2 separate regions of the Mus musculus genome follow, and region 1 is linked to region 2. Evidence: chromatin contacts called from public ChIA-PET data. All regions are on one chromosome and are shown on one strand. Each heading gives the region's core, a stretch centred on a gene start, on an enhancer-like site or on the middle of the called end of the contact. The rest is flanking DNA. Distances are from core to core; before and after follow the strand shown. Region 1 overlaps 5430437J10Rik (RIKEN cDNA 5430437J10 gene). Region 2 holds the start of Ptger4 (prostaglandin E receptor 4 (subtype EP4)).

Region 1 (5,533 bases), core at 1,206-3,705, 310 kb after region 2:
TTTCATTTAATAATTAAGAACAAAATAATAATGTTGGCTGTCAATGTTTAGCTGTACTAAGTGCTATAGACATAGCCTCAATGTCAGAAGTAAAGAAATTCGATGCATAAGGACTGAACAGAAACCCGCTTTAAGGTCATGTAACATTATGTAATGGTTTTCTATGTTTCCCTAGCATTTTTATCATATTATCTAGTCCATTATTTCTAACTTTGTATTATAATCCCTTTTAAGAAAATTTCTCAGTCTGTCCATGAGAAAAATTTATGAAGTATGCTTAGGAGATAAGATCAAGGATATTGTAAAGGAATGAATTTTAAAAAGGAATGATAATGTGTACTGGGCCCATGAATTTCTATCTCTATAAATTAAAAAACATTGCAGCCCTTTGGAGTTCAGTATATCTTATATTGGAGGCAGAGTCTAGAATAGTTTCACTATTTCATGTCTGTGGAGGAGCAGGTGGTAATCTGTTTCCTGCCTTTTGTTTCTTCTGGTGGCTCCTGGACTTAGGCCACCCTTCAGGTTTCTGACTTTTCTGTGTGTGAAAGAAAGCCCCACCTCTCTCTTTTAAGGTTACAGTGGTCACATTTGCATTCAATGCAGGTTGAATAAAGCATCTTAAATCTTTCCTCACAGTTGAAAAGCGGTGTTTTCCATATAAAGTGAGACTAACAGGTTCCAGAGGTTAGGGGGTGAATTTTTGAGAAGAAAGGCTTTTTTCATATCAGTATACCGAGGCTTCTTACTTAATATTCTCTCCGTTTTTTCCTCGCTCTTTCCATTAGAACACATCTTTCAATAGTTTTAGTCAACACACACATGAGAAAATTGAGATCCGGTGTTTTAAAAGCTTCATACATGATGGTGATTTTGTGCATAGAACAATAGGATGAAGAACAATCCTGTTGAAAAATGATATTAGCACAGTAGCACTTGCAGCTTTCCTTGTTATTCTTCAAAAATAATGTTTTAAAAGACTTGGGACATTTAAAATCTCAATTTATGAATCATCTTAAATGTCTATCTCTAGTGTGAACTCACTTGAAAGTACGTTATTTAATTTGTGCTTTCATTTTTCAGTCTCCCAATTTTTAAATCAAATCGCTGATGAGTGTAAAACTTTAGCTTTAAACTATTTCAGTCCTATGTAATTAGTAAGACAAAGTTTATAAATAGAACACAGTCATATTTATCTCATAACAATAGGTAAAATATTTAGCTGTCCTGGTTAGGGTTACTCTTGCTTAATAAAACACCATGACCAAACCAACTTGGGGGGAAAAGGGCTCAGCATACACTTCATGTCACTATTCCTCATCAAAGTAAATCAGCTAAGAAACTCAAAACAGGGCAGGAACCTAGAGGCAGGAGCTGATGCAGAGGCCATGGAAGGGTGCTGCTTACTGGCTTGCTCATGATAGCTTGCTCAGACTGCTTTCTTATAGAACCCTGAACCACCAGCCCAGGAATGGCACCACTTACCATGGGCTGGGCCCTCCCCCATCAATCTCAAATTAAGAAAATGTTCCACAGGCTTGGCTACACCTCAATCTTAGGAAGAGATTTTTCTTTTCAACTGAGGCTCCCTCTCTTCTCTCTAATGACTAGCTTGTGTCAAGTTGACATAAAGCCATGCAGCACATGAATAAAATTAATGACAGCTGAATGTTAATTTCATTTTTATACTGTATAGTTTTGATTTGTTTATCCTGAGTCTTTTGATAGAGATGCTAGCTTTAATTGAACAAATTAGCTTTTATACCAGAATCTGATACAACAATTTTAATTTTTAGTATTTGGATTTCAGCAACCATAAAGAAAACTTAGCTGATAGATTTTATCACGTGGATTAACTCTTATAATAAGGTGCCTGAGAGGAAGCATTCGAACTGAAATGAGTGTTCAGCTCAATGAGGAAAAAAATTAAAGCCCATCGAAAGTTACCAGCATTGGTAGAAAAAATAGTTTTAGTGAAAAATGATGCCTGTGGGGAAAAGCCAACCAAGAGTGTCAAACTTTTCCCATTTATTAACATGTGAAATATTGGAAAAATATTTCATGAACATAATTAGAGTTATAGTAACATAGTAAATGGAAACATTCTTCATAAAGTATGACACCTTATTATTAATAGCAATAGCTAAAACATGCAGAAATAGCTAAATGATTAGTGTAAATTATTGTGTCAACACTACTATTCTAGATATTTTTACGTTCAGAAGTTTCTGTACAGAAATAAACTGTTGGGTTTTTAAAGGAAGTATTTTATTTTTGAAACTTTATTTTAACAATGACTGCTTTTCATGCATGTAGTGGTTTGAATGAAACATGTCCCTCACAATCTCTGGTATTTGAACACTTGGTCACTAATTGGTGGCATGTTGGGGAGGTTTAGGAGATGGAGTCCTGCTGGAGGAAGTACGTCACCAGAGGTGGGCTTTGACTGTGGATAGGTTTGCCTCACTTCCTGTTTGTACTTTCTGCTTCGTGCTCGTGGTAAAGTTCTCTCTCTTCTTCATGTTTTCAGTAAAGAATGTAAGAACTCATTTTGCTAGTTCAGAATCACTTTTTATTTCTTATTCTCTGAATTGCTACAATAATGCTCGTGGCTGGAGACTTCTCCTGTTATGTAAACATCATGGAACTTAGTTCTCTCTGGAAGCTTTTTTCTTCTGCAGGGAAGGGGCATCTTCTTAGAATGCCCTAAAACCTAATTTTATGGGTTTTCTTTGGTGTTACATTTTCACTCATTATTTTCTTCAACCATTTTAAACATAAGCCTTCGTTCACATACTGCTTCTTTCATTTTAGGGCATATAATCATTTCAGTTACAGGGAGGGGGCACCCCATCATGATCAAACTGTTACTTTTAGGTTTTACAGGCTTTTAGATTGTGGGGTTTCCCCTTTACCTGACACGTCTGCTTTCCATCCTGTCTTGCCCTGTTTGTGGAAAAACTTGCTGTAAAGTAATTTTGCATTTCTGCTTGTATTTCTTCTCAAAACTAGTACTTACATTATTTTGTCAGCTTGGGAATTTCTGTTCTCTTAAATAACGCGAATTATGACTTTATATATCTGTATTTTAGAGGCACAGGTGCCACCTTCTTATGGAGGAATGTTTCAGATGTTTTTCCTTGCAGGCTTCATCGTGGTTCCTGCTGGGTACCTTCTGTGGCTGTTAGATTTGACACAGCACAGTTTCTGCCTTGCAAGCGCTCAGCGTTGTAGGTTGGCTTCAGAAGTAGATACTGAAGTTAGCATTTATGTGGAGCTGATTTATTATTAGTAAGTCTCCCAAGAAAAGCAAGAACACGGAGAAATAAGACTGAATGGGCTTTCGGCCAAGTAATGGTAGAAAGCCAAGGGAAATCCCACTTGGCAATGTTTGAGGTCTGAAGGAAGTTTGAAGGTCATTCTTTAGGTTTGTCCTCATTGTGAGGGCATTTGAGTGATTACAGAGCAATTAAAGGCTTAATTAATTAATTGGCATTCTCAGGATGTTCATTTCATACTATTGTTCAATGGAGGAACTAATAGCTTGAAGCCACCTTCTAGGCAAAGAGATGAAGTGAAGGTATACAGAGAGATAATGCACTGGGGTTGTCAAGAGTGCAAAAGAACCAGGGCAGAGCGTGGCTTGCCTGTTGAAGCCTGTCTTCTGACTGGGGCTAAGATTAGAGCGAAATCCAGTATAAGTCTGTGTACTTATATTTATATCCCCTTATGGTAGCTGCACTGGTGAGGAAAGAATAGCACTGTGTCCACATCCTCTGTTTGAAATCCTCTGGAATTCAGCATCACCTTTATTCTTATAGTAAAAATTAAAATGATGTCATCTTGCCCATTTTTTATGAGCTTGAAACAGGAATGTATCTACTTTAGTGCATTCCTCCAGAGAATATGAAATGGGATGTAGTATGTCTAACCTAACGAGGAGAGAGAGAGAGAGAGAGAGAGAGAGAGAGAGAGAGAGAGAGAGAGAGAGAGAGAGAGAACATTTCATTGAATATAAATTGATGGGATAGGCAAATAAAAGAAACAACTTGGATTCTTTTAAAATAACCTAGATTATTTCGAAGTTAGGTTGGCCTTTAGGTAGGGTGTTGACTGTAGAATCATTTGAAAATAGTAGAATGTCTTATAAAATTACAAGTAGGTATTTTCTGTAAAATACAGACTCCTGACTATTTTATTAGTAATGTGCTGAAGACAGCCTAAAATGCCTTACCAAATCCGTGTTGCTGCAATCATGTAATTTCTCAAGGGTAAGAATAATAAAACTTAGGTGGCACCACATTCCATACCCTTTTATTACCTCATTCCATGCTTTCTAAATATAGTGATCTGACAGACACAGGCAAGTTAGCGAAGCAAAATAGCACATAAGTGAAGCCCAGAATCTTATTATTGAGGCATGACTCTTCTTTACAGGGACTGATCTGATTCGTAGGGCTGTGCAGGAAGAGATGTGCTCTCTCTCTCTCTCTCTCTCTCTCTCTCTCTCTCTCTCTCTCTCTCTCTCTCTGTGTCTGTGCAGGTGATCATGTTTTAAATAGATTTGAGGAAATCTGACTACCATATCTTTGCCTCTGGAGCTATAACTTAAGTCAAAGGGTTTGTTTTTCTCCTCAGAGTGCTTTTCACTGTCCACACTTTCTAAAACAAAATAACAAAAATGAAGACTGAGGAAAATGGCACAAAAACAACAAGCTAGTGGTATCATAGCCACTGAGCTGTAGGATCAGACCTGGGTGGGCCACTGGATTTTCAGTTCAACTTTTGCAGTCTTCATCAGGTTCCATAGCTCCCTTTAGACACCCAGTTCTTCTTTTGCAAAGTGTGCATAAAAATCACACTTTGCCACACTAGTAGTGTAGAGGGGTCAGGTGATGTAACGATGCATACGGTCCATCACAGTCAGTAAATAAATGGAGTGGTCCTGACACTATTGTAACTCTGGTGTTTGACTATGAGTAATGGCTTATGGAACTTATATTTCTGTTAACAGCACATATGACAGATGCAATCTGCTTTCTGTTCTGTTTCTTCTCTTCTTCATTCCCTCCTCCTTCCTTTCCTTCCATAGGTCTATGTGCTAGATTCATATTCACAACATGTTAAAATAACTCCCATTGCTGCCATATGTATTATTAAATCAGGAAATACAATCTCTCTAAAACACCAAATGAAAATATACAGACATTTACAGAAGACTTTCCAGGTTTCAGCCAGACCCCCAGGGACTCAGTGCGCTGGTATTTTAAGCAACCTACTTCCTCTCTTTCAAGATTGGCAAAGGAAAATTATGTTCTAATTCCAGACACTATGGCGCTCTGTGTACTTTGCCTATTAATTTACTATAAAGCTCGGCTAAAGCATGTATTTAGTTTTTCATCGTAAAAAAAAAATCATACATTTTAAACAAGACAAACTAAACTCTAGACACAAATACAGTAAGTCCATTTTGCCAAGTAGAAATTGCCAACTTTCTGAGATACACTAGGCTAATGGGTCATTCATCACTCAA
Region 2 (5,733 bases), core at 296-2,795:
GTACTGCCGCTCGGATCTGCCCAGGCCCATGTTGGGCAGCGCGCAGAACAGCACGTTAGATGCATAGATGGCGAAGAGTGTGAGGCCGGCCAGCCGCTTGTCCACGTAGTGGCTGTAGAAGTAGGCGTGGTTGATGGCCAGGTAGCGCTCGATGCTCATGGCACAGATGATGCTGAGACCCGACAGACCGAAGAAAAGTAGGATGAAGGTGCTATAGTCACACAGTGCCTGGTCTCCGGGCCACTGGCCCTTCATGTATGTGGCGATGGTCACCGGGCTTACCAACAAGGTGCCCAGAAGGTCAGTGACAGCCAGCCCACATACTAGAGTGTAAAAGGTCGTCTCTTTCTGCTCCTTGCGCGACTTGCACAATACTACGATGGCCACCAGGTTGCCCACCACCCCGAAGATGAACATCACTGCGGGAATGGTCACCGGGCTGTTCAGCCTCTCCGGAGTGGAGGAGAAGGACGCGTTGACTCCGGGGATGGACATGATGGTGGTGGTTAGTAACACACAGCGTTGGAGCTCACGGTTCGATCTAGGAATGGTACCTAGAGAGAAAGAGAAACGAGCCATTTACCACTTGCAAGGTGTTCGACCCATGGCCAAAATGCTGTGTCGCAGAGATAAGGAGAGCACCCAGATCCAACTTCCTCATCGGTAGCTACTCATTAACTGTGACTACTTAAATTCCCAAGGTCTGGATCCGTTCTGTCAAGAGCACCGCTCTGCTGACATTAATATATTTATTTCCCGCCTATCCCCACCCCCACCGCTCCATAATCAGCTCATTCCCTCGCCGAGATGAGCAAGACCCTTCTCAAGGGAAAAGTGACTCCCTAGTGATATTCCCCACAGAATGGATAAAATGCTCATCGAAAGAAGTTATGGACATTTTGGGACACTATGGGACATTCTGTTCTTTGGTTTCCCGGAAGAGCGCCTGAACACGCAAAGACCTCCATCCCGACTTACCTGTAGGGTGGGGTTAGGAGCCCGGTGTGCCCAAGGCTCAGGCCTCAGATGTTCAGGACCTACCTCCAACCTCAGCCATCAGTCTCTTCCCACGCAGTGCGGAACTTGTCAAGCTTTTGCTGTCTCGGAACCGGGGCTCGGTGGCTGCCAACTTTCCGGAACTGAGGTCAGAGTATCTTGCTTTCAAAAAAGCTTGGAAAGCCAGAGAGGCTAGCGGGATGGGTCGGTGAAGACCAGTCTGGGGTTTCTTGTTTGATTTACTAACGCCTCCTCCTTTCAAAGGCGAGTCTCAGCTTTGCAGGGCCCGCGCAGGTCTAGTGCGGGAGGTCAGCGTCCAGGTGTGTCGCCGCCACGCGTGCAGGTGGAACAGAGCGTAGGTCCGGGCTCCCTCCTCCCCAGCAGCGGGCTGAACGGACAGCTACCGGAGAAGGCGGCTGCCGCTGAGGCCGCTCCTTGGGCTCTGGGGGCGGCACGGGGTCCACTGGGCCTGGGGCTCTGACCTGAGGCCGTTCATCTTCCTCTCCCGCTGCCGGGTTTCGAGCTTCGCTCTCGGCGTCTCCAGCCTCTGAACAAACTTTTCTCCTCCCGCAAGTTTCCCCGGAGGGGGCGGAGACAGTCATAGCGCGGCCCGGGCTTCCATTGGCTGATCTGGAAAGGGGGCGGGGCGAGACCTCCTCTAGCACCGCCTAGGAGCCCGGTGATGGAGGGCGGGGCGGAGAGCTGCGGAGGTCTGGAGGGACCTGCGGGGGTGCCACCCGGCTGCGGGTGCAGCTTCAGTGCCTTCCCTCCCTCGAAGGTACCGAAACCCCCCAGATCGAGTCCCCAGGAAACGCCAGCTCGAGCTTCGCCACTCCCAAGCTGGGCATTTAGCGGGAATGATGCTGGGACCTGTGTCTGGTCTACATTGCTCTGCGGGTTAGAGTGGTTAAATTCTCGCATCTTCCACCCACAGATCAAACATGTGGGTCTTGAGATGTCGGGACAATTGCTTTAGGGCTCTACCCGGGAGCCACAGAGCGGAGAGGAAAAGTGGGTGTGTGGTTGTCCGTGGGTGTGTACGCCCGAGAGCTCCGGGTGGGACTTGGCAGAGGCACGGTGAGTAGGTACCAGGCTTGGGCGGGGAGGCGACTAAGAATCCATCCTCTCACCATAAAAGGAGTTACTTGGCAGTGCCCTAGCTGCGCTCAATAGGGCACCAAAGCGGAGGCGGGGAGGAAGGCGAGCAACACGGAACTGCAACTTCTCACTTAGATGGCAGAGTTTAGGGCTTTCTTTGGAGACCTGTGGCCCACAGGCACACCTGAGATTTAGTTGAGGGGGACTGTTTAACTGTAGAGAGAGAGCATTCTTCCTCAGGAAGGCTGAAACAAGTGCTTTCCTGTTCAGTTTCTGCTAGCCATCTTCACCTGCGGGATGAGAGGGGTTTGAAATTCAAGCAAATTAACGAATTTCCAGGCGTTGCCTCTTTGTTAACTCGGAAAAGGTCTATTTGCCTTTCCCTATTCTTTGGTTTATAGTTTGTTCGGCTTCTTCTTTGATGAGGAACAATCATTTCTTAATTATCAACTATTCTCCTAAAAAACAGAATTTAAGATCGGAAAACACCAGGGGGCAATTAAAACCCTGTCACCAGATCCTTTAAAAACTACACAATGAGACTGTAGTATGGTTTTCTGAACAATTCAACTTCTTACAAAAACCTCACTCCATGCTTAGCATCTAACCGGGTAACTAGGTGGCTTGAATCTTGTGTGAAACAAGTAGGTATGCCTCTACTGTTATTTATGGGGGCTGGAGAGATGGCTCGGCAGTTAAGAGCACTGACTGCTCTTCCAGAGGTCCTGAGTTCAATTCTCAGCAACCACATGGTGGCTCACAACCATCTGTAATAAGATCTGATGCCCTCTTCTGGTGTGTCTGAAGATAGCTACAGTGTACTCACATAAATAAATCTTTTTTTTTTTTAAATCTGCCAAGAATTTATGATTCTTCAGCAAGCCTCAGAAACAAACGAGTAGTGAGAGAACCAAGATTTTACGATTTCAACTAACTTCAGCCTAGAGAAGTACTCAGAATTGTGTTTACTTGTATAAGGGAACATGTGGGTATCAAAATACATTTCGTGTGCAAGCCTTTTCATCAGGAACATCAGAAGGGAAAGCATTCTTAGCTGATAAAAAAAAAAGTCAGTGGTGATGTTCAGTTTTTGAGTCTGCTGTCACCATTGATGTCGTTTTGGTGTCTGCATGTCCTTTGGAGAGTAATCTCTAGAATGGTGTCAGCACAGAACACAAATCAACACCAGAAAAATAAGGACGGAAACTACCTTGCACCCCCATTCCTCACCGGCCACACTGTATGATTGGTACTCATGTTAGCTGGTTGTCAGAAAAACATGAGACGACATTCCTCATAGCCTGCTAACAAACTCCTTCCCAGTTTCTTTCCTCTTTAAGTTCCTGAAATGCAAAAAATTAATACTGGTGTAGTTCAGGCTACAGGAAATAGTTTCAGTCCACACAGATGGCCTTGGATAAACTAGATATAAAGCAAGCCCAGGCTCACAAAATTTGGAAAGGGATTGGTTGGAACGGAAGAAAGGAGGGAGAGGGAGACAAGCAGAGATCTTGGAGGTAAGAGAGGGTTTGCAAAGAGAGTAAGGATGAATTGTGAACAGTTATGACATTTCAGAGAAATTTCTAATTAAAAATTGTTGGTATTAATTTTTCATGACAGAGAGTATATTAAGGTGGGCATAGCGGTACAGACCTGTATTCACAACATTTGAAAGGCTGAGATAGGAAGACTGAGTTCAAGGCTAGTCTGGGCTGTATTATGAGACCTTATTAAAAACACACCTAAAAAGCACGATTATTAAGTATCTTAAAGTATACTATTGGGAAAAATCAGTGTCTATTATTGGATGTGTTATTGACTGAGACATTTGCTTGCTAATCTTTTAGACTTTCTTCACGATAGCTTTAAGCTAACAGAAAATAAGAATCCAGTTTACGAAGCTGAAACAAAATGCAGTGAAGCTCATCTATATCTTCTTTTTTTTGTCTGTTTTTGTTTTTTCGAGACAGGGTTTCTCTGTATAGCCCTGGATGTCCTGGAACTCACTTTGCAGACCAGGCTGGCCTTGAACTCAGAAATACGCCTGCCTCTGCCTCCCGAGTGCTGGGATTAAAGGCATGTGCCACCACACCTAGCGCTTGGTCTACCATTTTTAAAAAACACAATGTTCCTTCTTATGTTCTGTAACTGTAAGGAGTTGCCTTCTCTTTCTCCTTAAGATTTATTTATTTTCAATGCATTTGGGTCTTTTGCTTGCATGGATGCCTGTGCACCACATGTGTGTCTGCTGCCTGTAGAGACTAGAAGAGGTCACTGGATCTCCTGGACCTGGTGTCACAGAAAGAAAGCTGAAGGCTGGTCTGTGGATGCTGGGAATCAAAGCCGAATCCTCTACAAGAACAGCAAGTGCTTTTGGCCACTGAGCCATCTCTCCTACCCTGGTTCACCATTCTTAAAATTTAAAATGAGTCTTTGGAAGTAAAAGTTGAAAGTTGCATCTTCAGTCATACTACCTCCAGTATGTCTTTGCCTAAGAAGTCAAGCAGGGTCAGGCAGGGTTAATACTTGGAAGGGAACATTGAAAGTTTGGGAAACATTTTATTTCCTTGGTTTGGAAAACTGGGGCAATGGAGTCCAGTTTCCCTCACATTCTGCCAGGAATTCACATTGCAAAAGGAAAGACATGCCATAATCCTGTGGGCGATTCTTGTTATTGTTTGTTTATTTCAATGAAGAGATCTTTATTTTAATCTTTGTTCTCTATTCCCCCCCTGGCAGTTTCTGTCTTCACCCTCCCTCTGTGCATTGAAGGTCCAGTTCTTTGGAACTGTCATTCATCCCTCCCTGGAGGTTTGAATTAGTTCAAGAGCTGATTGTTTGATTGTTCGGTTCTAGTCAATTGTTTGACTACTCTTTCAAGCAAGTAACTTAAAGTGGGAAGCCATTTAAAACCAACCAAAGGCTGTGTCAGGCTGCCACCCACATGCACTTCAGCCAGCTTGGCCTTGAACAAGTGTGGCTCTTCCTTGGATGAAAAGGATGAGCAGAAAGATGAATCAGATCAGGCCCCAACCTCTATTAAAATTTATTTATTTATTATTGTCATTATTTTTTAACTACACGTTTATGTGCACCTGTGTGAGGGCTACAGGCATGTACTAATGCCTGAGGAGGTTAGAGGCTTTTGGTAGTTCCGGTGACTGTGAGCCATCTTGCAAGAGTGCTAGGATCCGAACTCTGGTCCACTGGGACAGAAGCAAGAGCTCTTAGCTGCTGAGCCGTCTTTACAGCCTGTGGTCTTAACCTTTTCATGAGTTCTTAGTGCATTCTCCGTGCACTAACATTCATATAGGTAAAAATAACATGAAACCTGCACCATCTTTGTCTTTGTCTGTCTTTCGTGGCTCAAAACAGGGCAAATGCATTTGTCTGGCTCAACAGTACAGTAACCTTGGACACATTTGTCTTCCAGGGATTCAGTGGATTACAAACAGGATCCTGACCTGGTGCTGGGTCTGGAAAGAGGCTCACACAGTGGTGTCCTAATGGTGGCCATACCTTTTCAGTGGTGCATTCCAGTGCCAGCTCCCCTAATCATCTTCCTTTCCCTAAGTGTGAGCTGTATGCTAAGTTTATTGCCTGGAGTTGTGACACACGTCAGTGCTGTGGCTGACTCCC

What was found. ChIA-PET counts read pairs in DNA pulled down with a chosen protein or histone mark.
Region 1: an RNA polymerase II ChIA-PET map of memory CD8 T cells shows a contact between it and region 2, with 5 times the contacts expected there. The contact joins the enhancer-like site here to the promoter of Ptger4 in region 2. A contact is called at or near these places in 15 of 39 promoter capture datasets (3T3-L1-derived adipocytes, the HPC-7 cell line, HPC-7-derived erythroid cells and 10 more), 2 of 15 datasets of contacts at CTCF or cohesin (large pre-B cells and pro-B cells), 13 of 484 Hi-C or Micro-C datasets (the C3H10T1/2 cell line, CD4 T cells, CD8 T cells and 8 more), 21 of 115 datasets of contacts at active chromatin or transcription factors (the 230-238 cell line, CD8 T cells, the NIH/3T3 cell line and 14 more) and 5 of 9 other capture datasets (adipose tissue, embryonic stem cells, liver and 2 more).

Annotation. Positions count from the first base shown.
Region 1 is chr15:5,552,241-5,557,773 of GRCm38.p6, forward strand. The region is part of intron 2 of 5430437J10Rik (RIKEN cDNA 5430437J10 gene); the gene reads left to right. Among named protein-coding and RNA genes, the nearest start is that of 5430437J10Rik, 59 kb to the left of the region's middle. Within about 2 kb of position 2,456, at least 28 of the 459 cell types and tissues checked have an H3K27ac peak or open chromatin away from gene starts, as enhancers often do. A contact at or near this core is called in CD8 T cells, the MNK3 cell line, the SCID.adh cell line and 8 more, where this site is marked.
Region 2 is chr15:5,242,642-5,248,374 of GRCm38.p6, forward strand. Ptger4 (prostaglandin E receptor 4 (subtype EP4)) reads right to left here and starts at 1,546. Exons shown (of 3, transcript NM_008965.2): 1 at 1,042-1,546; 2 at 1-554. The coding sequence starts at 1,057.